Linked DNA regions of Mus musculus: all the other regions are linked to region 1. The links are chromatin contacts, called in public HiChIP or PLAC-seq maps. All regions are on one chromosome and are shown on one strand. Each heading gives the region's core, a stretch centred on a gene start, on an enhancer-like site or on the middle of the called end of the contact. The rest is flanking DNA. Distances are from core to core; before and after follow the strand shown. Region 1 has its middle 16 kb from the start of Gm12059. Region 2 has its middle 7.4 kb from the start of Gm40816. Region 3 overlaps Usp34 (ubiquitin specific peptidase 34). Region 4 has its middle 12 kb from the start of Gm12052.

What was found. HiChIP or PLAC-seq counts read pairs in DNA pulled down with a chosen protein or histone mark.
Region 2: an H3K27ac HiChIP or PLAC-seq map of embryonic stem cells shows a contact between it and region 1, with 5 read pairs. The contact joins two enhancer-like sites. A contact is called at or near these places in 3 of 484 Hi-C or Micro-C datasets (muscle stem cells, palatal mesenchyme and reprogramming fibroblasts) and 2 of 115 datasets of contacts at active chromatin or transcription factors (cardiomyocytes and embryonic stem cells).
Region 3: an H3K27ac HiChIP or PLAC-seq map of embryonic stem cells shows a contact between it and region 1, with 5 read pairs. The contact joins two enhancer-like sites. A contact is called at or near these places in 1 of 115 datasets of contacts at active chromatin or transcription factors (embryonic stem cells) and 1 of 9 other capture datasets (liver).
Region 4: a contact with region 1 is called in an H3K27ac HiChIP or PLAC-seq map of embryonic stem cells, with 10 read pairs. The contact joins two enhancer-like sites. A contact is called at or near these places in 3 of 484 Hi-C or Micro-C datasets (muscle stem cells, palatal mesenchyme and reprogramming fibroblasts) and 4 of 115 datasets of contacts at active chromatin or transcription factors (cardiomyocytes and embryonic stem cells).

What each region holds. Positions count from the first base shown.
Region 1 is chr11:23,078,752-23,084,185 of GRCm38.p6, reverse strand. No RefSeq gene overlaps it. Among named protein-coding and RNA genes, the nearest start is that of Gm12059, 16 kb to the right of the region's middle. Within about 2 kb of position 3,520, at least 33 of the 459 cell types and tissues checked have an H3K27ac peak or open chromatin away from gene starts, as enhancers often do. A contact at or near this core is called in embryonic stem cells, where this site is marked.
Region 2 is chr11:22,643,880-22,649,436 of GRCm38.p6, reverse strand. No RefSeq gene overlaps it. Among named protein-coding and RNA genes, the nearest start is that of Gm40816, 7.4 kb to the left of the region's middle. Within about 2 kb of position 1,831, at least 17 of the 459 cell types and tissues checked have an H3K27ac peak or open chromatin away from gene starts, as enhancers often do. A contact at or near this core is called in embryonic stem cells, where this site is marked.
Region 3 is chr11:23,399,705-23,405,150 of GRCm38.p6, reverse strand. Usp34 (ubiquitin specific peptidase 34) reads right to left here. Exons shown (of 80, transcript NM_001190401.2): 30 at 3,573-3,698; 31 at 1,469-1,591; 32 at 1,256-1,339. Among named protein-coding and RNA genes, the nearest start is that of Gm22753, 77 kb to the left of the region's middle. Within about 2 kb of position 3,575, at least 7 of the 459 cell types and tissues checked have an H3K27ac peak or open chromatin away from gene starts, as enhancers often do. A contact at or near this core is called in embryonic stem cells, where this site is marked.
Region 4 is chr11:22,620,447-22,626,232 of GRCm38.p6, reverse strand. No RefSeq gene overlaps it. Among named protein-coding and RNA genes, the nearest start is that of Gm12052, 12 kb to the right of the region's middle. Within about 2 kb of position 4,127, at least 39 of the 459 cell types and tissues checked have an H3K27ac peak or open chromatin away from gene starts, as enhancers often do. A contact at or near this core is called in embryonic stem cells, where this site is marked.

The DNA.
Region 1 (5,434 bases), core at 2,271-4,770:
TTCGGTTAAGCATATTGACCTTTAAATCTATTGGCTAGCAAGCATGACAGCATTTGAACTCTATCTGAGACTTTCCAGGCCAGGTTACTATCAGTCAGTACATTCTGAGACTTTTTTTACTCAAGAATGATCCTGTGGGTGGAGAATGGAACTTGGCCTAGCCTTGACCCCAGGTGGGAGAGGAAGCTATAAGGAGGGTTTTCGACTGGAAATCCCTTAGGGTCTCTCATGCTGACTTCCTTTGGTGATGAACAGCAATGTGGAAGTATAAGCTGAATAAACTCTTTCCTCCCCAATTTGTTATTTGGTCATGATGTTTGTGCAAGAATAGAAACCATGACTAAGACAACCCACTAGCAGTGGAGAACTCTTTCCTTCAGAGGAATATGCTCCCTGTTAACTTTAAAGACTCCATGATAATTAGAAACAGCATGAGTGGGCTGGAGAGATGGCTCAGCTGTTAAGAACACTGACTGCTCTTCCAGAGGTCCTGAGTTCAATTCCCAGCAACCACATGGTGGCTCACAACCATCTGTAATGGATCTGATGCCCTCTTCTGGTGTGTCTGAGGACAGCTATAGTGTACTTATATACATTAAATTAATTAGTTAATCAATTATTCTTTAAAAAAAGAAAAGAAAAAGAAATAGCACGAGTCCAGGAGTCGAGGGTGTGGCTATGTCTCAGCAAAATGGTAAACACTGAGACCTTCAGGACAGCCCTTAAAGCTATGGGGAAAGACCTCTAAATACATGACTTCAAAAATATACAATTTCTCAACTATGGAAAATATAAGAATGCAGTATGAATTATATGAGGGGCTTCATGAATCTAAAGAACAAAAGCAGTTGCTCTGTGAAGTTGGATCCATGATTTGATTTCCCACCATGTTACTAGGAAGGAGATGAAGAGACTTAGGGGGTGGAGATCTCAAGAGACCCCACCCAGCTAAGTTTTTGTTTGTTTGTGTTTACAAAGGTAGATAGATTCTGAGTTCATGAGCAGCCTTGGGCAAGGCAAGGTTGGGCCTAGGCATGGTGGAAATGGTAATTTCAGAGTAGGGTCTCACCCAACTTAGTTTATAGTCTGTGCTAAATGAAGACAGACAGACTCTGATGTCTTTTGCAATGTTAAAAACAACGTGAGCTTGCTATCGATAAGAATCGAAAGGCTGGGGTCTTGGGATGCTGAATCATAAGGTGTAACCACAAGGAAAACCTGGAATAAATGGCTGGATTGATGTGGAAAATGAAAGACTGAACCTGTGTTCTGCAGGAGATGAGCTATCCAGAGAATTTTTTTGAATAAAAAGAGAGAACTGCTTGGAGAACTCACACACACACACACACACACACACACACACACACACACAGACACACACACACACACACACACACACAGACACACACACACACACACACACACACACAGACACACACACACACACACACACACACACACACATCCCTTAGAGTAGCAAATATTAAGCAGAACACAGGTCGTCAGCTTGGATCCATGATTTGACTTCCCACCGTTCCTTTTGCTGCCCACAGGCACACACCAATGGAAAAGAATAAAGAAAGGATGTCTTCCAAGCACTTGTTACTCTTACAGAGAAGCCACGTTGTGTTGCTAGTACACATGTGGCACCTCACAGCCATCCCTAACTCCAGTTCCAAAGGATCAAATGGTCTCTTCTGGCCTCCTTAGACCCTGTATACATGTGGTGCACAGATATACAATATACACAGACAAAACACTCATACACATAATACAAAAAAAAGCCTTTTTAAAAGGACCCAGATATAAGGCAAATAAATATTGCCTGCTTAGATGTCTATCAACTAATGGTTAATGAAGACATGATACATATACACTAGTTATTTTTTAATTTTTTTATCTGTTGGAGTGTTTTGCACGTATGTATGTATGTATGTATGTATGTGTACAATGTGCATGTCCGGTGACCCATAAGGTCAGTGGAAAGTTTTGGATCCCTGGGAATGGAGTAACAGACAGGTGTGAGCCAGGATGTGGGTGGGTTCTGGGAATCAAACCTAGGTCCTCTTCTAGAGCAAGTGCTCTTAACCACCAAACCATCTCTCAAGCCCCACAAAGTAAAATTTTATTCATGTATAAAGAAAAATGAAATTATGAAATTCGCAGTGAAGTGACTGAGCTAGAAAAATAGAACATGAAATGAGTAGCTCAGGTTCAGAAAGACAATGAGTTAGCATTCTGTCTAAGCTCTGCCCCACAGTTAACACAATGGCTTCTCGTCCCCTGTCATAGGTGGATCCTCGGGGAACTTTTAGGGGTGTGTGTTTAATCTGGAGTCTCAGTAGAGCCCAGGAATGTGGAAAGGGCCAATGGGTGGGGCTTAGCGTAGAGTGCCTGTAGTGTAAAGTAGGAGAGGACATGGGGAGTTAACAATTAAGCACGTGTGGGGGCAGGGAAAGAGAGGGGCTGGTGGGGTGAATTAATTATAGCCTAGAATGTCTGACAACCTACATGGAAATCCTCTACTTAGTAAGATAATTTTAAAAAACTGTTTAGGGAGTTTGAGCACAACATTCTTCGTGGGTGCGTTGTTTCCCAGCCCCCCTGCCCAGAAGGACATGAGGTATTCTTTTAAAAGGTTCATTTATTTAATTTTTTTGTATATGAGTACACTGTCACTCTCTTTATGCACACCAGAAGAGGGCATCAGATCTCATCACAGATGGTTGTGAGCCACCACGTGGTTGCTGGGAATTGAACTCAGGATCTCTGGAAGAGCAGTCAGTGCTCTTAACCGCTGAGCCATCTCTCCAGCCCAAGACATGAGTTATTAAATAAAAGTCTCAGTGCCAGATGAGGGATCCCACCTTATTAGGTGTTTGTCAGGGAGGCCTAGAGGTCCCCACACAGCCACCACTACTGCTCATTCTCCCACCATAACTAGATGATAAGACCCTTTGGCTGAAGACACGGCACTTATTTCAGGGCAGAGAGAAATCAAGCTAGAACTGACTCGACAACTTCCTGGTAGCTATCTTTCATAGTGCTAATAGGTGCTGTGCAGGCCACCAAGAGAGAAAAGTGATCAATACTGTTCCCAAGTGGTGGATCCTGCGTGCTACAATAGTCACTTGCCAGGCAAAATGTGCCTGGGTCAGTAAAGGCATGAAGATCACTGGGAGAGCCAGCCACTCTCTTGTTGGCTCTGAGGCCTCCTGAGGAATTCATGTCTGGTACTGTAAACCTGGTCAAAAGCCCATGGCCTGGGAAGTGACTGTTGAATCCACAGTTCTAAATGGGACATCTACATCCACTACCACATCAAGATTCAGGGGGCATCGGAAAAGGACCAGAGTGGAGAAGAGTGCTGTGCAATACTACCTTCAGCACACAGTGTGGCCGCTGTGCACATAAACTCACCAAAGGCATTGAGAAGGCTAGGCTGATTCCAGGACAGACTTCAAATTGGTAGTTAAGGAGACTAGGCCTAAAAACTGGGCAAGCCTAGGCAAGCCCAGACAAGTCAGAAAAAGACTGCAGGCTCCAGGCAATGGAATGTCCCAGCAACCTGGCCTGAAGCAAGGACAGTGGGTCAGCAGCAGTTTCCAGACTTCCTCAGCTACTTCCTCAGAAACAGTTCCCAGACCTCCCTGGCAAGTTTCCAGCCCCCACACTCTGGTAATGGAATGTCTGTAGAGATGGATCCAACAGATTAACATAGAGGCCACCTACCCCCAAATTCCCTAATGTGCTTTAAATCAGGCCTGCAAGCTCAATTGGGTGTCTCCCTATCTTGGTAATGGGGAGACCCCATCATGCTGGACTTCTGCAGAATAAAACACTCTTTGCATTTACTTATTTGAGTCTGGGGTATCATTCTTCAATGAATCATGGACCTTTAACAATATAACACTGCACACAACTTTGTACTGTGTAATGCTTCCTCTGCACACAGTGTGGCCATTGTGTGCATAAGCTCACTGCAGCTGTAATACTGCTTATGACCTCTGCACAAAATTGAATCAATGAGGTTAGGCAGCATCCTGACAGGCAGCACTAAGTGGACTGGATGAATTACAAAGAGAGCAAGAAAGAAAGGACACGACGGCTAAAGGGGAATGTGTTGGGAATTCCAGGGAGTGGAAGAAGTGAATCTCTGCATGTATACATGTATGGAATTATATGGTAAATCTATACATGTATGGAATTGAAAAGAGACCATCTCTCTACATAGCCCTGGCTGTCCTGGAACTCACTATATAACTGCCTGTCCCTGCTTCCCAAGTGTTGCCTGGCTTAAAAGACATTGTAAAAGATTATTCTACAGCAAATGAAAACAAAACAAAAAAAGACAAAGAAACCTAACCTTTTGACCTGCCCTTTTACTCTTCCCTCTCTCTGTGCTCCATTTCCCTCGTGACTGGGTTCCGATCTCGGACCTCTTCTCTCCTGTCCCACATGGAGCCCATCAGAGCAGGTAGCCATACCTAAACCACAGAAGCAGACAGCTCCTTACCTCCTCTGGCAGCTGGTCCAAAGCACGGCTCTTGCTCCATACCCTGCCCTCTTGCTTATTTATTTTTTTAATGGAATGAAATCATACTTCTAAAGTATAAGTCACAACATGTCGGCTCTCCTCAGCTTCTCATTCCCTCAGAACGAAGGCAGACATGCTTAACTGTGGCCTGTAAACCTGTGTGGTTGTCTCTTCCACCACCATCTCCACCATCTCTCATTTTACTGCCTGTTGCTCTGTCCTAGCTCACCAGGATGGTGTTGCCAGTAGTCACTGTGTGTTCCCAGGCTCTTGTTTAACAGTGAGGCAAAACCCACACAGATTGTAAAGCAGTGAAGGAGTATTACTCAAAGCAAAACAATGGAAAAGATCAGAATACACTTGCAAGGGAACAGGGGGCCACATGAGCAAGGAACCTCAGGGCTCTGGTCACTGTCTGGGTTTGACTTTAGGAGAAGGAGCAGTTTGGTACTAGGCGTGGAATTTGGATGGTTCTCTAGTTTTACTGAGTTTTTTTTTTTTGTTTTTGTTTTTGTTTTCTGCACATTTCCCCTTATATAAAATATCTGATTTTAACCATATTCACATCTAATTGTGTACAGGCATAATGGAGAGGGGTTGGAAAAGGGGTATTTATACTCCTGGGGAGGTGGCCTGGGTTTGTGTGGCCCTGTACAATGGCCAGGGCAGAGGTGTTGGAAGAGGCATCATCTGCATATTCAGGGGCTGCAGTGGGCTGATAGTGGGAGCACAAGGACTTATAAGGTCAAACCAGAAAGAAGCCTAATAACTATGAGGGTAATAAACTCTTACTAGGGTTGATGATGGGGGAGTCAACTTTATGGTGCCAGGATGGGAGCTGGGAGAGAGCCAACTCCATGCTGCCTGAGGCCTGGGATTGAAACTCTCCTGGATTCT
Region 2 (5,557 bases), core at 582-3,081, 430 kb after region 1:
GGAATTACAGGTATGTACCACACAACCAGCTCCCCAATAGGTCTTTTTTCTCAGTTGTTCCTCAATTTAGTTTCTCTCTCTCTCTCTCTCTCTCTCTCTCTCTCTCTCTCTCTCTCTCTCTCTCTCTCTCTCTCTCTCCATATACATATATATGTACACACACACATATATGTGTGTGTGTGTGTGTGTGAGCAAGCATGTGTGCCTGCACATATCCTTGGAAGCTCGAAGAGGAGGGCTCTGGATCCCCTGAAGCCAAAGCTGTCAGTTGGGTGCTGAGAACTGAGCCCAGGTGCACTGTAAGAGTGGTAAGTGCTCTTGATTGTGGAGCCATCTCTCCATTTAGTTTTAGCAACTCAGAGATGCTACATTGTATCTGTGTGCTATGTGTGCAGCTTCCCTTTCTATACACCTTGAGTGTTTTAGCCCCTTCAAAAGCCAAATTTGACTCCTTGGAAGCGTTATCTCTTTATGGAGAACATGTGGCTTGGAATATTCTTCTTTTTTTTCTTTTTCTTTCTTTTTTTTTTTTCTGACACAGGGTTTCTCTGTGTAGCCCTGGCTATCCTGGAACTCATGCTGTAGACCAGGCTGGCCTCAAACTCAGAAATCTGCCTGCCTCTGACTCCCAAGTGCTGGGATTAAAGGCATGTGCCACCACTGCCCAGCTTAGAATATTCTTTATTTGTGTATTCCTGATATTAATCTATAGGGTCAAGGCATAATTTACATTTTAGAATGAACTGTTTGACAGGCCATTCCTTTCAAAGTTTGGAAACGATTCATAGAAATGTATAGATTTAATCAAACAAGAATTTGTTTTCTTGGCTCCTCTCTGGCCACCCTCTAAAATGCACCAACATTTGACCTTCTAGTTCCTGTTCACTGCTTCTCCAGAACTTTGCCCAGGTTGTTCCCCTCTCTGGCCAACCATGGTAGTGATTAACTCAAACACATGAGCCCCACCCCAGCTCACTCCACCCCCTATAGATTCTTCGCAGTTTCTGCTTTGGCCTCTAAGCCTGTCCCAGCCTCAAAGAGCACTTTAGAGACAGAATGGGTGGCTACCTTACATACGTGAAAGTTTCATTGGTGCATGGCAGTGAACCCCATGGTCTCACATATTACTTGCTAAGTCGCTAACATAATTACGGTCAGTTCTAAAAGGGGACATAGTGTGCTACATTCTCCGAGGAACATAGGATGTGGAATAAAATCACAACAAAACAAAAATAAACCAGCTACTTGGAAATTTAAAAGCACTCATTGAATCAACAAGTGATCTGGGAGGGAAATCCAGAGCAGAGAAGTTTACTCAGAAAATAACGATGGTTAGAACACACTGCCATGGCCTCCGGAACGTCCGCGTGAATAGCGACCACAGTGGACTGGACATGTAACCCCACCTCCTACAAAGTGAGCATTCATCAAGGGATGGAACATTTAGATCAAGTCAACCTTCCCCACGCCATACTCAAGGCAGCCGCAGCAACCACTGCACTGCCTGGGCTGGACTTCTGCTTCTACATTATTCTGCATATCTCAACTTCACTGCCTCTCACTGTTTTGGGGAGCTGTAGGGGTGGCTGGGGGTGGGACCGTGAAAGGTAGCTTGGTTCCCCCGTTGAGCTAAGGCTTGAAACCCCGGAGACCCTGAAGGGCCGATAGGTGCTTCACCTGTTCCAGGCACCAGGCCCCTGTCACTAGCCTCAACTCTCCCATAGATTTGTGGCCATCAGACATGCAAGGGCAACACCCCAAGCCCCTCCATATGTAGAGGGTGTGACCTGTGGTCACATGGGCTTAAGACAGATCTCCATACTAATGAGATAACTACCTGGAGGCATTAGCCAGATAAGCTTCCCTTCCCAGACACTCCTCCCTGCAAAAGGTATTGAACCTCAGGCCCGCCCTGAGAAGTGGGGTTTGGTTTTATTCACCCACTTTCCACCATGACAATAAATATCTTAAAAACATGGACTGTCCCTTTTCACTGGGATCTGCCATGGGGACCCATGGAGACCTTTGTCTATAGAGCTACAGTCTAACCTCCTGTAGAAGGTCTCTCTGTGCTCCCAGCCACGGCCACCATCCCCACCCCACTTCTTCCCCTGTCCCCAGGGCTAGATCCAGCCTGCAGGCCTCCACTCAGTCCTCAGCTCTTCCAAGGCTCCCAGCGGCCCCTGGATGTCCGAGAGTCTGAGAACCAGACCGCCCGGCCTAGTCAAAGGCCTAGGGAACCCCAGACCAGATCCAGCTGTCCCGCACCTCAGGTTGTGCTTCCCTGCCCCCCGGAATGGTGTTCGGGGCTTCCTTACAGCCTGACACCCGCCTGATGACAGGGCGGGGTAAGCGTGGTCAACTCTCTGCGTCCTGCCTTCCCGAGTGGCAGAGCCCTGTAGCAGAGCAGATGCGGGACCCATAACCTTACAGTTGGGGGGATGGAGGTTGTTCCTGGCTGATTTTTCTTAGTCTGCTCTAACATGTAGGCAAAGATGGGGTTGAACAATGGACATTTATTTCTCCCTGGTTTTTACAGGGTGTGAAGACCAATGTTAAGGTGCTGGCTGATGTGGGAATTTGTGTAGAGTCCCACCTCCTGGCTTGGGGGTTTGTGTAGGGCCTCACTTTCTGACTTGTGAGGTTTGTATAGGGTCTCACTTCCTGGCTTGTGGGGTTGTGGAGGATCCCACTTCCTGGCTTGTGGGGTTGTTGAGGGTTCCACTTCCTGGCTTGTGGGGTTGTGGAGGATCCCACTTTCTGGCTTTGTGGGGTTGTGGAGGGTCCTTCTTCCTGGCTTATCAACAGCTACTTTCTTGCTATGCATGTTTATGTGGCACGCTCATAAAGAAAGATCTCTTTCTTTTCCTCTTAATAATGCCACCAAACCCAACATGAGAATCCTACCCATGTGTCCCCAAGTAAACCCAGTTTCCTCTAAAAGGCCCCATCTCCAAATGGCATCACATGAGGATTAGGGAGGGCTTCCATAGGAAGGTGGTAGGCGGCAGGAGGCATCGAGCCACAGCGTTAGCTTACTGACCTGTGGGGGGAGGGGCTGCTCAGTTACCTCTTATAGTCAGGCGGTTTCTAATTTTGTGCAGGATGGATATGCACTCAGCTAAAACCAAATAAGCAAACATCTTACAGCCATGAGTGGCCATAAGGCATAGCTGAGGCCTAACAAGACCTGAAAGGGAGGAGGATATTGGGTGGCGTTTCCTGAAATGCTGTTGCATGTGAGTTCTTTCAGCATTTTGCTTGTGCCTAGAATGCAAAATGAATGCTTGGGAACATAGCAGCCATCTGGTGAAAAGAGACTAAGGAGAGCACCGCTCGCTCTAGGAGTCTGAGCCCCTGTTGTCCTCTGCAGCCCTCCCCTGGAGGCCTCCTGCTAGACTTCCTGTGGTGCAGGAGAGACTCTTCAGACTCACCTTCTGTATTTGGGTTTCTGTTACCATGCAGATGAATACTAGCTGCAATGAGGAAGGGACATTAACATTTCTTACTATGGGGTCCAGCTAGACGGCTCAGCTTGTAGGATGCTTTCATACAAGCTTGAAACAATAGGAGTTTGATCCCAAGATGGAAAGAGAGAACCAGGTTCTGAAATTTGACCTCTGACCTCCATACATTCTTTATGGTACACACACACACACACACACACACACACACACACACACACAGGTCATAGATGCACACTAACAAAAAGTTTTATATTTTGTTCTTCTAAAATGTAAACCTCCTTGTGATTGTACCCCACCTCCTCTTTCTCAGTTCAAAGGATGAGCCGAAGGCCTTGAGCATGCTAGGACACTGCTGTACCACTGAACTACCTCACCCTCCAGTGGACTGTGTGCATTTTGCAGCTATATGAAAGGTGGTATATGTTTAAAGTTCTTAATACTTACTTTTAATAATAATGTATTTTCCATGATCTTTTAACATTCATTTGAATATTCTTAGCCTTTTTTGGGTAGACAGGGCAACACCCTTTCTCCTCCTAGAAGAGAACTGATTGTTATTATTCAGGGCTAAATATAGAAAAAAAAAGTCTGTTGCTTGTTTTAGGATAATTGTGTGTTAGTGCTGAAAATACAAGATATGAATAAGCAAAAGGGACAATGGAAAAGATGCCAAAACATGAAAATTAAAATAAAACACAAAATCAGGAAATGATTAACAAAATAACAAACAAATATAGTAAAAGTTGTTCTGCTAAAAACATATGCCCCCCAGTTTAGTCAAACATACACTCCCAGTTCAAATGAACATTCACCCCCAGTTCAGAATGAAACTTGAAATCTGTTACAAGTTAACCAGGAGCTTTACCCAGCATCTTTTCTCTTTTGTAAAGGACAAACCCAGAATGTCAACTCTCTATCCCTGTGTTAGCCATTCAGAGAACCCAGTGACATGTTCTGGACTGAGTAGATAGCTCAGCAGGAAAAGGCACAAGCCATCCAGGATGTGAACCTGTCAACTGAGCTTGAATGTGCACACCCACACGTGGAAGGAGAGAACTGACTTCCACATTATTCTCTGACCTCCATACATGAACACAGCAACCCTACCAAACAAATGAATGCAATTAAACACACAGAACCTTAAGAGCTCCCGACTTTACAAAGGAAATGATGAATCTGGGCTTTGGTTTAAGATAACAGGGACCAGAGAAGTGGTGGGCACAATGAGAAAATTGGCTCTTGTGGATCATGTTGAAACATCGGGACCAGGTATCAAGAGGTTCCTTATATATACCCTGCTTATTTTTAAACATGTTTTATGCTTTCCATAACACTATTTTAAAAGAGAGCTTCCAAATAAAATTTCATTGGGTCTTTTGTGAAGGATTCAAAAACATTAGGCCATATTGCAATAACCAGCTGAGAGGTGCTCCTGTCAGGCCTGACTGAGTGGGTGTCCATAGGTTGTAGCCTGGCTTGCCCTTGACCCTGTGTGTACCTGCCTCAGCCCTCCTGACAGAGCTTTTCCTGCTTCTCACATCCTCCATCATCCAGCTGGCCATGGTTATACAAGCAGGGCTAGGCAAAGGGAGCTGCCTGCTCTTCGTTTCTTATGGATGATGCTTTTCTTCTAGACCCTTTTCTATACTGTAAATCCTTTTTGGTTCCAGTCCAGGATTTTGAAATTCAAGAGCTAGAAAGAATCACATTTCCCGAGTCTTGTTTCTGCTGCTGTACTGATTCTCAGAAGGCAGTGAGAGCAGGACACACTGACACCATTGTGTACATATGTGTGACCTAATGAGTCATGAGTAAGAGTCTGTTGGCAGGAGCACAGGCCTATTACCATGGCTACACCATATACAACGGAAAAAAAGAAAGCATCATCAATAAATGTTGCTGGTCTAACTGGCAGTCTGTATGTAGAAAAATGAAAATAGATCCATATTTGTCACCTTGCACAAAGCTCAAGTCCAAGTGGATCAAGGACCTCAACATAAAAGCAGAAACACTGGATGTAATAGAAGTGAAAGTAGGAAAGAGCCTTGAACTCATTGTCAAAGGCAGGGGGGTGGGGATATTTTCCTAAA
Region 3 (5,446 bases), core at 2,326-4,825, 320 kb before region 1:
GTTTACCTAGGGTTTGCTGACCTGCCAGCTTAACTGATGAGATCCAAGTCAACGAGACCCTGTCTCAGAGGATGTGTATGGTTGACACTAGAGGACAGCCACGGGTCTCTAAGCATACTCTCACATGCTCATTCTCCCTCTCCTACAAAAGGCACAGCAGTGGGGACAGGAGGTGGCTAGTCACATTAGATTTGTAGTCAGGAAGTAGAGAGAAACTACGTTTTTACTCAGTTCAGGACAGCAGTCTATGGGACTGTGCCACACATCTGTGGTGAGCCTTTCATTCTCATCAAAGCCTCTCTGGAAACCTCCTCACATGCAGGCTAAGGACTACGTTTCCTGGGTGACCCTAAATCCAACCAAGCTGACCATGGAAATGAACCACCATAGGTTGTCACCTGGAGCTTCCCCAATAATGAACTTCTCATCTTGGGTCCCAGCAGCACAACTGGCATCTGCTACCAACACTTGTACAAATGGACATCATCAATGGTTTCTTCAACTAGACCATAGGTACAACCTCCCTCGTTGTATATGTTTGCTGGCCATTGAAGACCATTTACAACAACCCTGTCCCTCATGGCCTGGACATTGGCCTTACTTTTGAGTTTCTCCTGCTGGATGGGACTCAGAGGTCTAAGAGCATTAGGCTCTGGTGACAGGTGCTCATCACCTCGGTACTTCCAGGCTTCACTGCTGCTGACTCCTTGCTATCTCATAGTTAAGTGCAGTCTTGAACAGCCCCCACCCTCTTCAAGCAGAAGACCATGAAGCTGCTCATGTGAAGCACAAGGACTGACTGCATTGAGTAGGCAGCTGCTATCGCCTATCTCCCTTTTCCTGGAGCATCTGCTGACTATTCAGAGGCCACTACCTAGAAGTCGCCACGATCCCTCAAGCCGATTGAAATCTTCCTGTCTGCCTTGTATTATGTTCAGTCATTCACACACACACACACACACACACACACACACACACACACACACACACACGCGCTACCATTCCCCACTGAGCAACTAACTCTCTGCCGCCCTCCGAGGCTCAGGTTCCTACAGAAAGGGTTATATTCATCTGTAACTCCAGTTCACGGGGATATAGAGAGCCTTCCAATTGGCCTCCACAAGCACTACATATATACAAGCAAACACTCAAAAACATTAAACTAAACTCAATCTTTAAAAAATCCTCAAGATAATGATTTATAGAACCTAAAAAGTACTTTCCTCAATCTTTTACAAAACAATTATCATCAAACCTTGCAAGTCCAGGAATTTTTACTGTTTTCCACTTGATCTTCACTTGAATCATCAGAATCTGGATAAAGATCACTGTAACTTCCCTGTGAGGAAGGGAAAAATATAAATAAGGGAGGTTATAAGGAGAAAACAATATTCTAGAATGAAATAGTAGGATGATTTGGAATTCTGAGAGAGTAAAGTCTTTAATGATAATACTGATCTGTAATTACCGTTGACTCTCTTCTTATTCTTCTGTTAGGTTTTCCTAGTGCTTCAATAATCTCAAGAGCATATAACAACTTATGAGCACTCTTAATTTTGAGAAGTTCCTTCCAATTAAGTCCATCATTGCTCTTAAATTACAAAAAAGAAAAACAGGTTTAGCAAGACAACTTTCTAGATAATTCTCTGAAGTCCTAAAACTCATAAAAATACTAGCACGAAACACAGATATTGCACACTTTAAAAACATCAAAATCTAAGACAAAAAGAAATGGTATCGGCAGCATGTTTAAAGTACAAACCATTCATTAAATATTGTTAAAATTAAAGATTTTATCAAAAAAAGCACAGAAAAATAATTAAATTAGAAATTGCTGTCTCTGCTATCAATGTATGAACTAATGTTGGCATAATATGTAGCTTTGAAATGTTATTACTAAAGTGATCACAAACCACATTCTAGAGCCAATCCTTTTTCAAGTCAAGTAATTTAAGAAGTCAGACTTCTGAACTCATATGATGGTGTGGCAAATCAGATAGTGAGTGGTATGTAACAATACGCCATTTGTTTTTTTTTTTATTCATTACACATGAGTCTTGCAATAGATCTTCCTTGAAGAAACCCCTTGTTATGTAGCTTTTAAAAGCATTCTTGGGGAGGTCTGGAGAGATAGCTCAGTGGTTAAGAGCACTGACTGCTCTTCCAAAAGGTCCTGAGTTCAAATCCCAGCAACCACCTGTAATGAGTTGTGACGCCCTCTCTTAGTGTGTCTGAAGACAGCTACAGTGTACTTACATGTAATAAATAAATAAATAAATCTTAAAAAAAAAAAAAAAAGCATTCTTGGGCTAGGTGTGGAGGCACACACCTTTTATCTCAGGGCTTGGCAAAGGAAGGCAGATCTTTTTTTAGTTCAAGGACAACCTAGGATATATGATGATTTCCATGCCAACCAGGGCTACATAGTCAGTCCCTGCCTCCAAAGGAGGGTAGCTAATGTTTCCTACCTCAAAGAGGGGATGGAAAGATGACTAAGAGGTTAAGAATATATATGGCTCGTGTTATGGTTCCCAGCATCAATGTAGAGTGGCTAAAAACTACTTGTAACTACCACTCCTGGGGATGCAACACCCTCTTCTGCCTCCATAGGGACCTCACTCACGTACATACATGTACTCTCAAGAACTTAGCATTGAAAGAAAATAGCATAAATCTCTTTGTAATGTAATCTTTCACTGTAAAGGCATTTACAATGATATCCAACACTTTCTATACGTAATCTGATATTATAGAAGAAACATTAACTATGTATTAAATTCTGTTGCCTTGTTTTTACAATTCTGTCATTGGATCTGTATAACAACCTAAAACAAGGTCTGATGGCTGTTACTTCATCATCACATTATATTTATCTCAATTTTCCTAGTTTTGCTGTCAAAAAGAAATATTCAAAACATACAAGTTTTTAAAAACCTTATCAATAAAAGCACTACTCTGGGGCTGGAGAGATGGCTCAGTAATTAAAAGTACTTATTGCTCTTGAAGAGGACTCAGATTCAATTCCTAGCACCCAATGGCAGTTCAGTCATCCACAACTCTAGTTCCAGGGGAACCAACACCTTCTTCTGGTTTCTGCAGTGCCAGGCATGCACACGGTGCACAGATATATACAAACAAATCACTCATACATGTAATACACAAAATCTTTTTTTAAAAGGCAAATTCCTATTTTTCTAAAGACAATTTAACAAAAGATCACTTGCATTTTACTTATGTTACATAACTTTTAAAAAAATGATATTTAAATTGACACTTTTTTCCTATTAAATTAGCAAAAGGAGATTACTGAGATAGCTCAATCAGTAACATATTTACCTCAGAAACATAAAGTTGGATCCCAAGTACCCTTTGAAAAAGTTGAGCATAGCTGTCACATGTCTGTATTACTGCCATTGAGAGGGCAGAGGTGTGTGTGTGTGTGTGTGTGTGTGTGTGTGTGTAGCAGGGATGATGATGGTGGTGGTGGTGGTATCCAAAGAGGACCTCTAGCCTCCATCTATCTCTGTACACAAACACTGCTGGGAGAGTACAAAGCCTGCGGGTGGGCTCACCTGCTCGTCTGAGACATTCTGGAATGCCGTCAGCATGTTGGGACAAGTCGGAAGAAGCATCAGCAACTCCCAGACACGCCTTGAAAGATTTTCTGCATGAAGATGAAGTTCTTCACATTTTAAACTCTACATAAAATAAGAACACTATTTTATCAATAGATCAGAAGAAATAAAAAATTTAACTTCAATTTTAAAAACTGTTTTGCGAAAATTTCCTACCCTTACTTTTAAAAATGTCTGAAAATTTAATACTATGTTTCTTAGGATAAATGTATCCAAGAAAATGATTAGGTGGAAGTAGCATTTTTCAACTTCTCATTAACATTCTCTTTTTTTGTTTGTTTTTTATGTATGAAAGCTCTGCTGCATGTACACCTGCAGGCCAGAGGAGGGCATCAGATCCCTTTATAGATTGTCCTGAGCCACCATGTCGGTGCTGGGAGTTCAAACTCAGGACCTCAGTAAGAGCAGCCTGCGCTCTTAACTGCTCTGCAATCATTCCAGCGCCTCGGCATTTTTTATATTAGCTGATCATTGTTCCCAAGCAACTTTTGAAATAGAAGTTTATCCGTGTTTCATAATTTCCACGTCTCTTTCTTATTTCTTCGCAGATTATCATTCTATGTACAACAAAAACTCACTAAGTTAAATTCTGACCTATTTGTGAAGAGATTAAAGGAAAGCACAATTTTTAATGAACCTGAATTTTGCCGTTATCATTTGATAAAACTTAAGTTGAAAAAGGTGAGCAAATAAAACAAAGACTAGAAAAAGGATGCTTTCAAAAACACATTTAAAAAGCAAGTTTTCATCCATTGCCCAAGTAAGGCAGCATGGCAGAAGGGGAAAAAAGATAAAACCTAACACCCTGGTATTTTCCATAGAGTATAAATGAATTTATTATTATACTGCTACTACTATAACTGTAATTCCCAGTGTTAATGAAATGCGCTGAATACCAAAGAAATATTCTGTAAGTAACAACAATGATCTAATGACAATCATTTTACTAAGCTAATATAAAGTGGTCCTTCTGTATATGTGGTATTTTGGGTCTAGGATCTACAAGCACACGATCATCTATACTTACATAAATTCAATATATAAAAGATATGGCAAAGCTTTGTAAGCTGTGGTGTATGCCTATATATTCCCAGCATCCAGGGAGCTGAAGAGGAGGAGTTTTAGTTTAAGGGCAAGTTGGGTCTTCGAGTAATATTCTGTCTAGAGGTGTGTGTCAAGAAGGTGGGGTGTGGGGAGAGAAGACTATGCAGAAGGATAAAGAGTTCAATCAAGGTAAGCCTCAGCTACATACTGAATTTGAGAGCAGCCTGGTTCATATGAGACCCAGTGTCAAAAATCTAAATAAGGAACAGCTATGGGGAGGGTGTTTTTCAGAGGGGAAACCAGGAACAGGGATAACATTTGAAATGGAAAGAGAGAAGAGAGGGGAAGGGAGGGGAAGGGAGGGGAAGGGAGGGGAGGGGAGGGGAGGGGAGGGGAGGGGAGGGGAGGGGAGGGGAGGGGAGGGGAGGGGAGGGGAGGGAAAAAATGTCTTAGCTTGAGGTCCTGAGTTCCAACTTAATGTTTGTTGGAAATTTTCATTCCTTGGCTGAAATTGTTAATGGGGAGAATATAAATATGACAACTCTAGGGACTAATTTTGAAAACAAGGGAGCTTTAGAACAGGAAATCTACAGTAAACTTTCCTTTCACAGCCCTGATGAAGAACCTAAGGAAATCCCAGAGTATTCTGCTGAATCTGTGAGTAGAAGTGACAGAAAGAGCTCCACAATCTAACTGGACGCAGAACTGGCGAGGTAGTTCAGTAGGTGAAAGGTGCGTACCACCAAGGACAATGACTTGGTGTCAGC
Region 4 (5,786 bases), core at 2,878-5,377, 460 kb after region 1:
GACAGGAAGAATATGGTTTTGAGGCTAGCCTGGGCTACAAAGCAAGTTCAAAGCTAGCCTGAGGTATGTAATGAGTTGCCTCAAAAGCTCAGAGATGATGGGTAGTTAGTGTCAATTGACAGTGTCTAAAATTATCTGAGATATGAGCCTATGGGCCTGCCTGTGGGGGAGGAAGCTTGATTATGTTATCTAAGATAGGAAGACACACCCACTATGGATGGCTCCATTCTCTCTCTCTCTCTCTCTCTCTCTCTCTCTCTCTCTCTCTCTCTCCCTCTCTCTCTCTCTCTCTCTCTCTCTCTCTCTCTCTTTGGTTTGTTGAGACAGGTTTTCTCTGTGTAGCCCTGGCTGTCCAGGAACTCACTCTGTAGACCAGGCTGGCCTCAAACTCAGAAATCCACCTGCCTCTGCCTCCCAAGTGCTGGGATTAAAGGCGTGAGCCACTCTAGACTGGAATCTTAGCCTATATAAGTAGAGAAGGGTGCTGGGCACCAGCGTGCATCCACTGTTCTATGAACACAGTGTGACCCACAGCCTCAAGTTCCTGATGCCTTGACTCCCCCTGCTATGATGGGCTGTAACCTAGAAATATGAGCAGAACAAACCCTTTCTCCTTTAAGTTGCTTTTGACAGAGTATTCTATCTCAATAACAAGAAAAGAAACTGAGACAGAAAGGTCTAAAGAAATAGCTCAATGTATTCACCTAGCATACATAGTGTGAAAAAAAACTTAAAATTTTTATATAATTTTGACACTATCTCCTTAAAAACTACCTTTTTCATTTAAGTAAAGCTGTCAAGACAATCAGAAAACAGAGGTAAAAAAAAAAAAGGTTGGTTGTCTCAGTTCCTAAGAGATGCTGGGTGCAGTGGGATACCCAGGAGCCAGGAGTTTAACAGTGCCATATTGCTCTAAGTTAGAACTGCTGACCAAGAGGGCTGGGAGCCATGACTCAGTGGCAGAGTGCTTCTCAGCATGTGCAGGGCCCCAAGTTCTATCCTTAATGCTGCACACAAACAGAAATGACAAGAACCAGCCTGGTGATGGTGGTAGCACAAGCCTTTAATCCCAGCACTCAGGAGGCAGAGGCAGGCTAGTCTGGTCTACAGATTGAGTTCCAAGATAGCCAAGAAACTCTGTTTTGAAAAACAAAACCCAAAACAACCAAACAAACCAAACCAAAACCAAAATAGAAAAGAAAAAAGAGAAAAAAGAGAAGAGAGAAGAGGAAAGAGGGAAGAAGAAAGAGGAAAAAGGAAAGAGGGAAGAGGGAAGAAGAAAGAGGAAAGAGGGAAGAGGGAAGAAGAAAGAGGAAAGAGAAAAGAAGAGGAGAGGAGAGGAGAGGAGCGGAGAGGAGAGGAGAGGAGAGAAGAGAAGAGAAGAGAAGAGACGAGACGAGACGAGACGAGACGAGACGAGACGAGACAAGACAAGACAAGACAAGAAAAGAAAAGAAAAGAAAAGAAAAGAAAAGAAAAGAAAAGAAAAGATGCTGGGCGTGGTGGTGCACTCCTTTAATCCCAGCACTTGGGAGGCAGAGGCAGGTGGATCTCTGAGTTCGAGGCCAGCGTGGTCTACAAAGTGAGTTCCAGGACAGCCAGGGCTACACAGAGAAACCCTGTCTCGAAAAACAAAACAAAACAAAACAAAACAAAACAAAAATTAAAATAAAAATAAAAAAATTAAAAGAAATGACAAGAACAACTAAATTCCCAGACATTTGAAAATGAGAGATGCTGTGGTTTGTCCGTTTTGAAAACTCACAATGACCATGAATCCTGACTGTGAACAACAGAACAGAACTTGGTTTGCTTGTAGAGTACGGGAGGATGCATACTTACTATCTCTAGAGCTGTGATGTCCTGTACCACCTTCGGACTCTGCCAGATAGAAGGCAGATGTAGCCTCTTGACCTTGGACCAGAACAGTGAGTCAAAATAAATAAAGATCTTTTCTTGATTACATTGTAAAGTTGACATTATGGAACTTACATGCATATATGTTCTTAAACTTCATTGTTAGTGCTCTCACCCCACTGCCCTCCTCCTTCCTTCTGTCCTTCTGTTACCTTTCTTCCTCCCCAGAGAGTCCTTCCTTCTCCTTTCGCATCTCACACATTTCACATCCCATACGTCTCAAGCTCTTGATGAGCTGGTTCAGTGGATACAGGCACTGCTTCGGAGGCTGACGGTCTGATCTACAGGATAAAAGGAGAGAATGACTCCCACAAGTGTTATCTGATCTCCAGATGTGTGTCACCATGCATGATGACACATGAACACACTTGCACACACCTGGAGGACCAGCTTCTGGTCCATGATGTTTCATAGTCTTCATTGTGACAGTTATGCTCAACTCTCAGCCCAAGGAAACGTTTACTCCTAACTCATCCATTCATGCAACACACTCATTACATTTCCATTATGGGGTCACCACTGTTCTAGACACTGCAAATTCAAGGGCAAACCTAAACTGCAAATCCCTTCCCTTGTGGATTTCAGTGGAGTGAGAGAGACAAGGTAAAGGGTTGAATCGATGGGTTGATGTGCTACATGTGGAAAATCACAGAGTAAAGCGTGTACGAAGAGTACAGCCTTTCAGAGGCTGTGAGGGAAGGCTTCAGTGAGAAGACGTGGAGAGAGTCACTGGGGAGAAAGGCTTCCAGGTGACAGGGAAGCCTGGGACAGGGCTGTACCCGGTGTGCTTAGGGACTAACACAGAGATGAGCAAGAGAGGAGAAGGGTGGTAGTGGAATCTAGTGACAATCTGGAGAGTGGGGGCCTGGCCATTGGACAGTGGTCTGACAAACCTAGTTCTTCTGAATGACACCAGCCACTGCTGCATCCTCGATGTCATGCATGCTCCTCGCCCACGGATAGCATGACCCTTTACATGCTTAGGAATTGCTAGAATTTTCCTACAAAACACGAGCAGGCCAGCTTCCAGATAACATGTTAGTGCCTTTGGCCACAAACACCTAAGCAAACACTTCCCGACGGCTCCAGATTTTGGAACACATGGGAAAATAATGTGCTAGAGAACTCTGCCACTCTGATTTTCTTTTGCAAGCCCTAGTTTTAGAGCATGTCCTTGGGATGGGGCTCCTGACTGATCACAGTAGACAGACAGGAGTTAGCCAGAGCGTGCAGTTGTTCCTCAGGTTCTCTTGTGACTCTAGATTTTTTTTTTAATAGTGTTTTGCCAAATATAATATCAAGAAAGGACTTGCGCTAGAAAGTTGATAATTGATGTGGACTTCTGAGTCAGCCTAGAGCGATGGTTCCCTCATCCCTTTCAGGAAGTTTCTACTAATCGTGGGCAGCTTCTCCTGCTGTTATAAAACTGCCATGTGACAAAAGGCAGATAGATCACCTGTGGAGACATTTACTTCCTGTCTCACGGTCTCGTGATCTTGACACCTCCCTTATGATCTTGCTAAGAAGAGGGCTGGACCAGAGGTTGAGGCATTGTCTAGATCTCAGGACTCACAGTGATGGGGTGACTGACTGAGGAACTGGGAACCTGCTCTGGAAAACGCACCCTCAGCACTTTTCTCTCCTCCCTGTGGGCCGGAGAGGGGCTCCCAGTTGCTTTCCCCTGCGTCTCCGGGTGCAGCTTACTCAGCTGTGCCTTTTAGTTTATGAAGAGATTCTGTCTTGATTTTCTTTTGGCCATTGTCTGTGCTTTTCTGCTATACACCTCAACCATAAACAGAAGAAACATGCACAGACACATGCAAACACACATGCCAGACATGTACATGCATGCACTTTCGAACACACACACACACATCTTTTTAAACTCTAGCCATTTGTCTCCTTAATATTTAAAAAGGGGTGATTCCATTCTCTGCCTACTTGGCATTTTGTGAGAGACTACTGGACTGTGTGGTTCCAGCCTGTGATATCCTTTCTATTGTTTGGTTGTGATAATAGGGTGACTGGTACACAGCAGAGCTTGCAGGGGCCTGTGTTTTATGAACATTATAGGAGAAAAAACTTGTAAAGTAGTTTGAACGAAAGAAAGTATCGAGGGCCCCAAGTTTCTGGAGGTGGGACCATGGCTTCTGAAGTGACAGGTAGGAGCCTGCTCTGTAGACAGAAGGCGTTTACTTGTCGAAGGAATCCGAGGAATGTTACCTCCCAAATGTAGCACTCTGGTATGTTGACTTGCTGATGAAAGGTACCTGGGTCAGCAGAGGCTGGAACAGGCTTTACTTTGAAAAGTAAAAAAAGTAAAAAAGTAGTCTCTGATCTACCTAATGATCAGGTTGGCCAAAGGATACAGCTGCCTTTGATTTCCTCCCACAGATGCTGCCAACCAGGGAAGGCCCAGGGACGTCATCACACTCAGACTTTGTCACAGGCTATTTATTGCCTGCAGCTTTGGCCCACACCAGAGAGATTAATTTACCTCTATTGTTTGTCTTTGGGACCTTCAGTTACCTTGAAAATTATTCACTACCTCTCAGGATGGCTAGATTCCCCGATTTCCCATGCCACTGAGGAAGCGTTCGTGAGTGATCCCCTTCTTGAGCTGCCCCTGTGCACAGCGTGTATCTCTGTGCTGCGTATTTGGTCATCTGTTCCAGTGTATCAAACCCTCATTTTGATTTTAGAGGGGTAGAGGGGACATTTTCCCTAGGAACTGCAACTGAGCTGGCTTTAAGGGCTTTGGAGACACAAGGCGGGCGACATAAGCTCTGACCTTGTGCCAGCAGCTTCCTGCGCAGCATCCAGACACTCCAGGGAGCAGCTTAGAAGGCCAACTGCAGCTAGGCAAGAGCTGGGTTGTTGTAGAAAATCATTTAAAATCTAAGCCCATGGTTTCAACCCCACCTTAAACCAACTAGTTCCCCAGTAAAAGTCGCACTCTCAGCCTTTATATTTACAATAAGCTCTAAATTCTTCATAGTCCTTTACTGCCAAGCCTGTGAAACCTAAACCCCACCTACTTCTCTACTGTCAAGCTATTGGCTGTTGGCATCTTTATTCACCAATCAGAATTAACTTGGGGTCATTAGGGCTATATGTAGATTCTAGGTGGGGGTGGTGGGGGTGGTGGTGGTCTGCACTTAACATTACAATACAAGCAACTTCAGGCTGGGTAGGCTAGAGACAGAAGAATGCAGGGTGGTGTCTCAACTGCTCCAGTTGGATACACCCAGGTATTTTAGATTGGGGTGAGGTCCCAGGCCTGCCTTGAAGAAGGCTCAAGAACCAGGCTAGATATAGTATTGCACGAACTACAGCATTAAGAGGCATGTACTGGCTTCCAGCTGGGGCTCTTGCCAAGGTAGGACGTGAACAATGTACAGTTCTGTTCCTTTGTCTCTCTGGATCATAAAGGACAGCATAGAGCCAAGTCTGGTGGCCCAGGCCTGTGATCCCTGACACAGGAAGATGGTCAACTCAAGCACAGCCTGAGCCTCAAAACAAAAAGTAAGAAATGTGGGAGGGTCTGGTCTGATTCCCAGTATCACAAAAAGATAAAATAGAGGCAGAGGCAGGTGGATTTCTGAGTTCAAGGACAGCCTGGTCTACAAAGTGAGTTGCAGGACAGCCAGGGCTATACAGAGAAACCCTGTCTCGAGAAACAAACAAACAAACAAACAAACAAACGAAAAAAAGAAAAGATAAAACAGAATGAATGAATGAAATAACAAAGTGAAGATAGCATTACACCAGTGGGTTGCTGGTGGGGGAAATCACTGCTACATTGATCTAAAAAAGAGTTGGGCTATTGCCCTGAAACCCATCTTGTTTGGCTTCCTGTCCTACTTAAT